2 separate regions of the Sus scrofa genome follow, and region 1 is linked to region 2. Evidence: chromatin contacts called from public Hi-C data. All regions are on one chromosome and are shown on one strand. The core of a region is the stretch at or near the end of the contact, and the rest is flanking DNA. Distances in the headings are between cores, read along the strand shown.

Region 1 (2,794 bases), core at 56-2,555, 2.8 Mb after region 2:
GCCCCCAGTACAGGAATGAAAAAAAGACTCTGGGGAAGGGGGTAAAACCGCCTACAAAACTGTTTTTAAAGTGTAATAATATTTCCTAAAATAAAGTGCTAAATGTAAGGAAATAGAAGCAATGTAAGAAACTATTCATAGAGCACCCTTCCAGCATTATAAAAAGATGTTATATTTACAAAGAAAAGCAGAGGGAAGATATCAGATACTTGTTCATTTAATCGACAAATACATATTGAGAACACACTGCAAAGCACTATTTTGTTGATGTGTTGCAAATAAAATGGTGAGCAAATACAAAGCAAAAAAAATATAGATCCTGTCCTTAGGAAAGTTACATTATGATACTTTACTTTGAGATAGAGGTCACAAGGTATTTCTGCTTTTCGTCTCAGGTATTAGTTTTCTCATTCTTTTAGACTGAAGTATTATTTTAGGAAGTGAATAACATTTTTCAAAGTCTTTCTCAAATGATTTTTAAGATGGAGAAACATGCTAAAATTCTGAGTTTAAAAAGTAAAATGTTCAAGTCAGTATGCAGTATGACTCTCGTGTTTAAAGTTCACCTTTATGAATGAAAAACCTCTAAGGTAATTTATCACGAATTTATTCATGGCCATCACCAGGAAATAGGATTATGGATAAGATTAGCTTTCTTTATTACACTTTATCTGTATTCCAAATTTTCTACATTGAGATTCAATGACTTTAATAACGAGAGAATATATTTCATCATATATTAAACCCAGGTCCATAAACCCAGGGTAAGCCCATACCAAAACCATTCAGGGAAGCAGAAACACAAGTTGCTTAGGAACCTAGGCAGCTCCTCAGGAGAAAGGTCAACCTGAAAATCAAAAGGGGTTTGTCCCCAGGCTGTGAGTTTTTCAAAGGGACCCCCAGTAGAGGGAGCAGATTCTGCCTTCGGGCTGGCCCGCGCCTTCGCCTAAAGAAGCCGACTTTTTTGCGGAAAAAGCTCCTTGCCGTTTTTTTAAAGTACAAGGGGAGGGGGAGAAGGAGGGTAAGGCAGCTGCACGGTGCAACACTGCCATCTAGGGTCAAAAAAGACTAACTGCCACGAGTCCCGGAGGGAAATTCATCTTTTCCGTTGGTTTTCCTCGCAGAGCCCTGCTGGTCTTAGATGCCGAAGCCAAGAGGGATGCGGATGAGGACCGCAAAAGAGAAACGAACCCGCAGAACTGTCCTAAGCACAGAAGCGGGTCCCTAGTCCCGCCCCTAGAACCATAGCAACAATGGCAAGAAGTCCCGGCGTCCCGGAAGGACGCAAGACCGGAGGCTACGCTCCGATTGGTGGGTTTTGAGCCTGCGCTCGGGAGCCCAGTGAGGTCGGTGCCAGTCTCCCTGCCCTATTCCGCTGTAAGTTTTCTCCTGGACCTGTCGGCTAAGGGGCCAAACCGGCGGTGTTTGGGTCCTGTTGCCAACTTCCCCAGACGCCCCGCGTGCTGTCCCCTGGTCATTCTTCTCTCGCCCATCCCTGGGCTGTGAACGCGCTCGCCCCCGGTGGAATACTCACTGTGCTCCTCTCAGCCCTCACTCTTCTGATCCATCCTGGCGATCTCAGGGCCCACGAGGCTCACTCAGTCACCCCGCGAGGCTCTACCTCCTCAGCAATGTTCCACTCCTCCCTACCGGAGCATCCTCCTGCCAAGGGCCATGCTTGCTTTTCCAGTAATCTGGAAAGACCTCGCTCCTCAATGATTTTCTGTTTCTAGCATTCCTGTCTCTTGTCCTCCGGCTTCCTCTCTCTAGTGTCTCTTCACTCATAGCATTCAACCTTTTGGCAGCTTTCCTCACGGTCCACCAGGCCTCTGCATACCCAGGCTATCCAGGGCTATAAAGTCTCCCCCCAGCTCATTTCCTATGCTTCTTTCTCCCTGCTCCCAACACTCCTGGCAGTACCACCAAAAGGACAAACCCTGTGCACCCTCCGCTCCTGTACCTTCTCTCTTCTCTACCTACAAAAGCCTTCCACAAGCACCAGAACCCAATCTTATGATAGTTAGTGATGACTGAGAATAAATAGAAAAGTGATCGGACAGGAACTCTCACCACTTTCTAGCACTAAGTCTGTACTTGTATACTCTGCTGCCCCTCTGGGAGAGTGGCAATATCCCATTTGAGGCTAGGCCCCTCATCTAGGCCCCACATCCTTTCTCCTTCTCAAGGAGTAGGCTTTTGCACTTATCATTCCTTTTTCCTGAATTGTCACGTTTCCCATTTCTTCTGGATCATTCCGTCATCTACAAAATGGGCAAAAAGACTGCTGGAGTTTATGAATTTAGCCTTCTGCATCTGATCTTGGTTCCTGCTGTGGTGCTGAGACCTCTGGGAGCTTCAGTCTCTGAAGCAGTAATGTGGAAATTGGCTGAGTCCAGAGCCAGGGGTTTTACCAGGAAGGAAGCCTAACCTGTTCAGGGGCTTAGACGATCAGATCAGATCACCCAGAGAGAGTAAGTTAACCGAAGTGGCCATGCAGTCTGAGGAGTAGGAGCGAGTCTGATTTCAGCACACCATCCCCACCAGCTCTTCCTCATCAAACCATGCTCAAGGGCATTGGGGCATCCTCAGCTCGTCCTCCCTTTTAAATGAGGATGTTTCACATCCTATAAAGAGACCCCACACACACACACACACACACACACACCAGAGGGAGCACAGAGGAAGAAAGGACCAGACAGACAGAGTGGAGTAACTGATGACACTGAGGTGAGCAGGACCTCTCCAAGGCCATCCTTGCCCTCCATAAGCAATATCAGTCTCCATTCTCCTTTAA
Region 2 (3,161 bases), core at 572-3,071:
AACCCAGGGTTGTTTTTGTTTGTTTGTTTTCGTCTTTTGTCTTTTGTCTTTTTAGGGCCGGACCCATGGTATATGGAGGTTCCCAGGCTAGGGGTCCAATTGGAGCTGTAGCCACTGGCCTACACCACAGCCACAGCCACACCAGATTGGAGCCGTGTCTGTGACCTACACCACAGCTCACGGCAACGCTGGATCCTCAACCCACTGAGCAAGGCCAGGGATCGAACTCACAACCTCATGGTTCCTAGGTGGATTCGTTTCTGCTGCGCCACGACGGGAACTCCGAACCCATGGTTTTAAATTAGAATCCCTCACCCTGTGTCTGGACTCACTTGAGGTTCAGGTTCTTCATGTCTTTGCGCAGAAGGAATTCAGCAAGAGACAAAGGGATAGGCAAGAAATAGATTTATTAGGATAGGACCCTTGTGAGAGGTGCCAGCGGGCAGGCACTGAAGCTATGCCCGGAGGAGGATGGGGTGGGCTACAGTTTTCTCTTCCGAGGGGAGTGGGGGTCGGAGAAGACCGCCTCTTCCTTTCTGGGAGTAGTAGCTCCTCCTGGGTCTCCAGTAAGCTGTGTATTCAAATCAGCAGAAGGGCGGTCCCCAAACTCCTGCCCCAGGTCTGAATCTGAATGCAGGCCTCATCCCAGCCCCACCCAATGACCTGAGGCAATTCTCATACCTCCACTTGTCAAGCAAGCCTGCCTCGTTCTGATGGCTTTTTTCAGCAATATTTTTTTTTGTCTTTCATCCTTTTTAAGGCCTCACCCGCGGCGTATGGAGGTTCCCAGGCCAGGGGTCCAATCGGAGCTGTAGCCACTGGCCTACACCAGAGCCACAGCCACACGGGGTCCGAGCCGCGTCTTCAAACCTGCACAACAGCTCCCAGCAACGCCGGATCCTTAACCCAGTGAGCGAGGCCAGGGATTGAACCCGCAACCTCATGGTTCCTAGTTGGATTCGTTTCCACTGTGCCACAATGGGAGCTCCCTTTTTTCCAGCAATGTTTGAACTTACAATGATCTCCCAGCACCCCCTAGATTTCCTTCTCTATCTATGATCCTCTACTGGGACTTCTACAACTACCTGTGCCTACTCCACCCCTATCAGAATGGTTTATTTATTGGAGTTCCTGTCATATTTATTGGAGTTCGATCAAACTCGTGCCACAGAAGCGACCTGAGCTGCTGAAATGACAACACCAGGTTCTTAACCCACTGTGCCACAAGGGAACTCTCAAAAGGGAATGTTCTTATTTGTTCGTTCCTTCTTCATTTTTAATTTTTTTTATTTTTTTATTTTTAAAATTTTTATTGACATATAGCTGATTTACCATGTTGTAATTATTCCTTCTTCATTTGTTAGCCCAAATATAATAAAGGAGAACTGCCCCCTCGCCAGTGCTGCCTTGTATAAGAAAAACAGGATAGGAGTTCCCGTTGTGACTCAGCAGGTTAAGAACACGATGTTGTCTCTGTGAAGATGTGGTTCCATCCCTGGCCTCACCCAGTGGATTAAGGGTGGGATAGGCTGCAGCTCCTATTCAACCCCTGGCCCAGGAACTTCCATATGCTGCAGGTGCTGCCAAGAAAGAAAGAAAGAAGAAAGGAGGAAAGGAAGGAAGGGGGCTTCTTGTTGTGGCTCAGTGGAAATGAATCTGACTAGCATCCATGAGGACGCAGGTTCGATCCCTGGCCTCGATCAGTGGGTTAAGGATCTGGTGTTGTGGTGAGCTGGGGTGTAGGTCGAAGACTGGTGTGCTGTAGGTGTGGCCCCAAAAAGACAAAAGAGAAAGAGAAAGAAAGAAAGAGATGGAGTTCCCCTTGTGGTGAAGCGGAAACAAATCTGACTAGTACCCATGAGGATGTGAGTTTGGGTTCGCTTCCCTGGCCTCACTCAGTGGGTCTGGGATCCAGTGTTACCATGAGCTGTGGTGTAGTTTGAAGACTTGTGTTGTCAAAGTCTGGTGTAGGTCGAACACCAGTGTTGCTGTGGCTGTGGTGTAGGCTGCAACTACAGCTGGGATTTGACCCCAAGCCTGGGAACTTCCATATGTCACAAGTATGGCCCTAAAATGACGAAAGAAAAGAAAAAAGATAGATGCTTAATTCTTTTGCTGTATTTATCAGTTTTCTTTATACAGAGTTGTTTCCCAAGCATTCTCCCAAGGTGACCAATAAGCTATTTTTATTTGTATCAGGAGTTTGTGGATTTTTTTTTTTTCTTTTTTTGGTCTTTTTAGGGCTGCACCCGTGGCATATGGAGGTTCCCAGGCTAGGGGTCCAATCGGAGCTACAGCTGCCGACCTACACCACAGCCACAGCAATGCCAGATCCAGATCTGAGCCACGTCTGCGACCTACACCACAGCTCACGGCAACACTGGATCCTTAACCCACTGAGCGGGGCCAGGGATCAAACCCACAACCTCATGGATACTAGTCGGGTTCCTTAACCACCGAGCCATGACCGGAACTCCTGGGAGTTTGCGGATCTTAAACTGGTTTATATTTCATGTATTTCAACCCGTTATGACAATAACTTGTTGAAGCTCAAATTGTCCCATCTATAATCTGTGGGATCATCTTCAACTTGGCTTCGGGATCTCTCTCTCAAGACTTCTGGATTTTCTATTTCAACAAAGCATTCCTTTCTTTTATGGAAGCTTCATTCTGTTTGCCCACGTGGCTTGAGGCTTTGTTAAATTTTCCTCTTGGTGGCGATGTTGCTCCAGAAATGCCAAGACGCCCTCCATCCCTCACCCCACCCCCTCATCGACGCGGCCTCTTCACCCGCCTTTCGCGTCTGAAAAAAACGCCTGGGCGCCTGATGGCTGCTGGAAAGGAAGCTGCTTGTTGCAGGGTTTGCGGGAAACCTGCTCACTGCGGCAGTACTTGCCTGCCTCCTTTGAATCGGAAATAAATTTGAGGACCACACTGCAAACTCTCATCGGACACCCTTTCTAAAATTCCATTTCTACTCTGCCTAGGCTTGGTAAATCCACACTAGTTAACCCCACATTAGATGCCCGCAATTTTCCCAAGTTGTCGAGAAATGCTGGAAAGCTAAAAACCTTGGAGGAGAGCGTCCCTAGCCACGGAGCCCTTAGGTCCCGGGCCTCACACACCTGCCAGGCTCATTGTCCTCAGTTTGCGGACCCAGA

What was found. A called contact is a pair of places that touch in the nucleus more often than the background predicts.
Region 1: a Hi-C map of alveolar macrophages shows a contact between it and region 2, with 12 times the contacts expected there. The contact joins two enhancer-like sites. A contact is called at or near these places in 3 of 47 Hi-C or Micro-C datasets (alveolar macrophages, embryonic fibroblasts and subcutaneous adipose tissue).

Annotation. Positions count from the first base shown.
Region 1 is chrX:45,569,611-45,572,404 of Sscrofa11.1, forward strand. No RefSeq gene overlaps it. Among named protein-coding and RNA genes, the nearest start is that of MAGED1, 250 kb to the left of the region's middle. Within about 2 kb of position 1,306, at least 70 of the 83 cell types and tissues checked have an H3K27ac peak or open chromatin away from gene starts, as enhancers often do. A contact at or near this core is called in alveolar macrophages, where this site is marked.
Region 2 is chrX:42,748,685-42,751,845 of Sscrofa11.1, forward strand. No RefSeq gene overlaps it. Among named protein-coding and RNA genes, the nearest start is that of WAS, 24 kb to the right of the region's middle. Within about 2 kb of position 1,822, at least 36 of the 83 cell types and tissues checked have an H3K27ac peak or open chromatin away from gene starts, as enhancers often do. A contact at or near this core is called in alveolar macrophages, where this site is marked.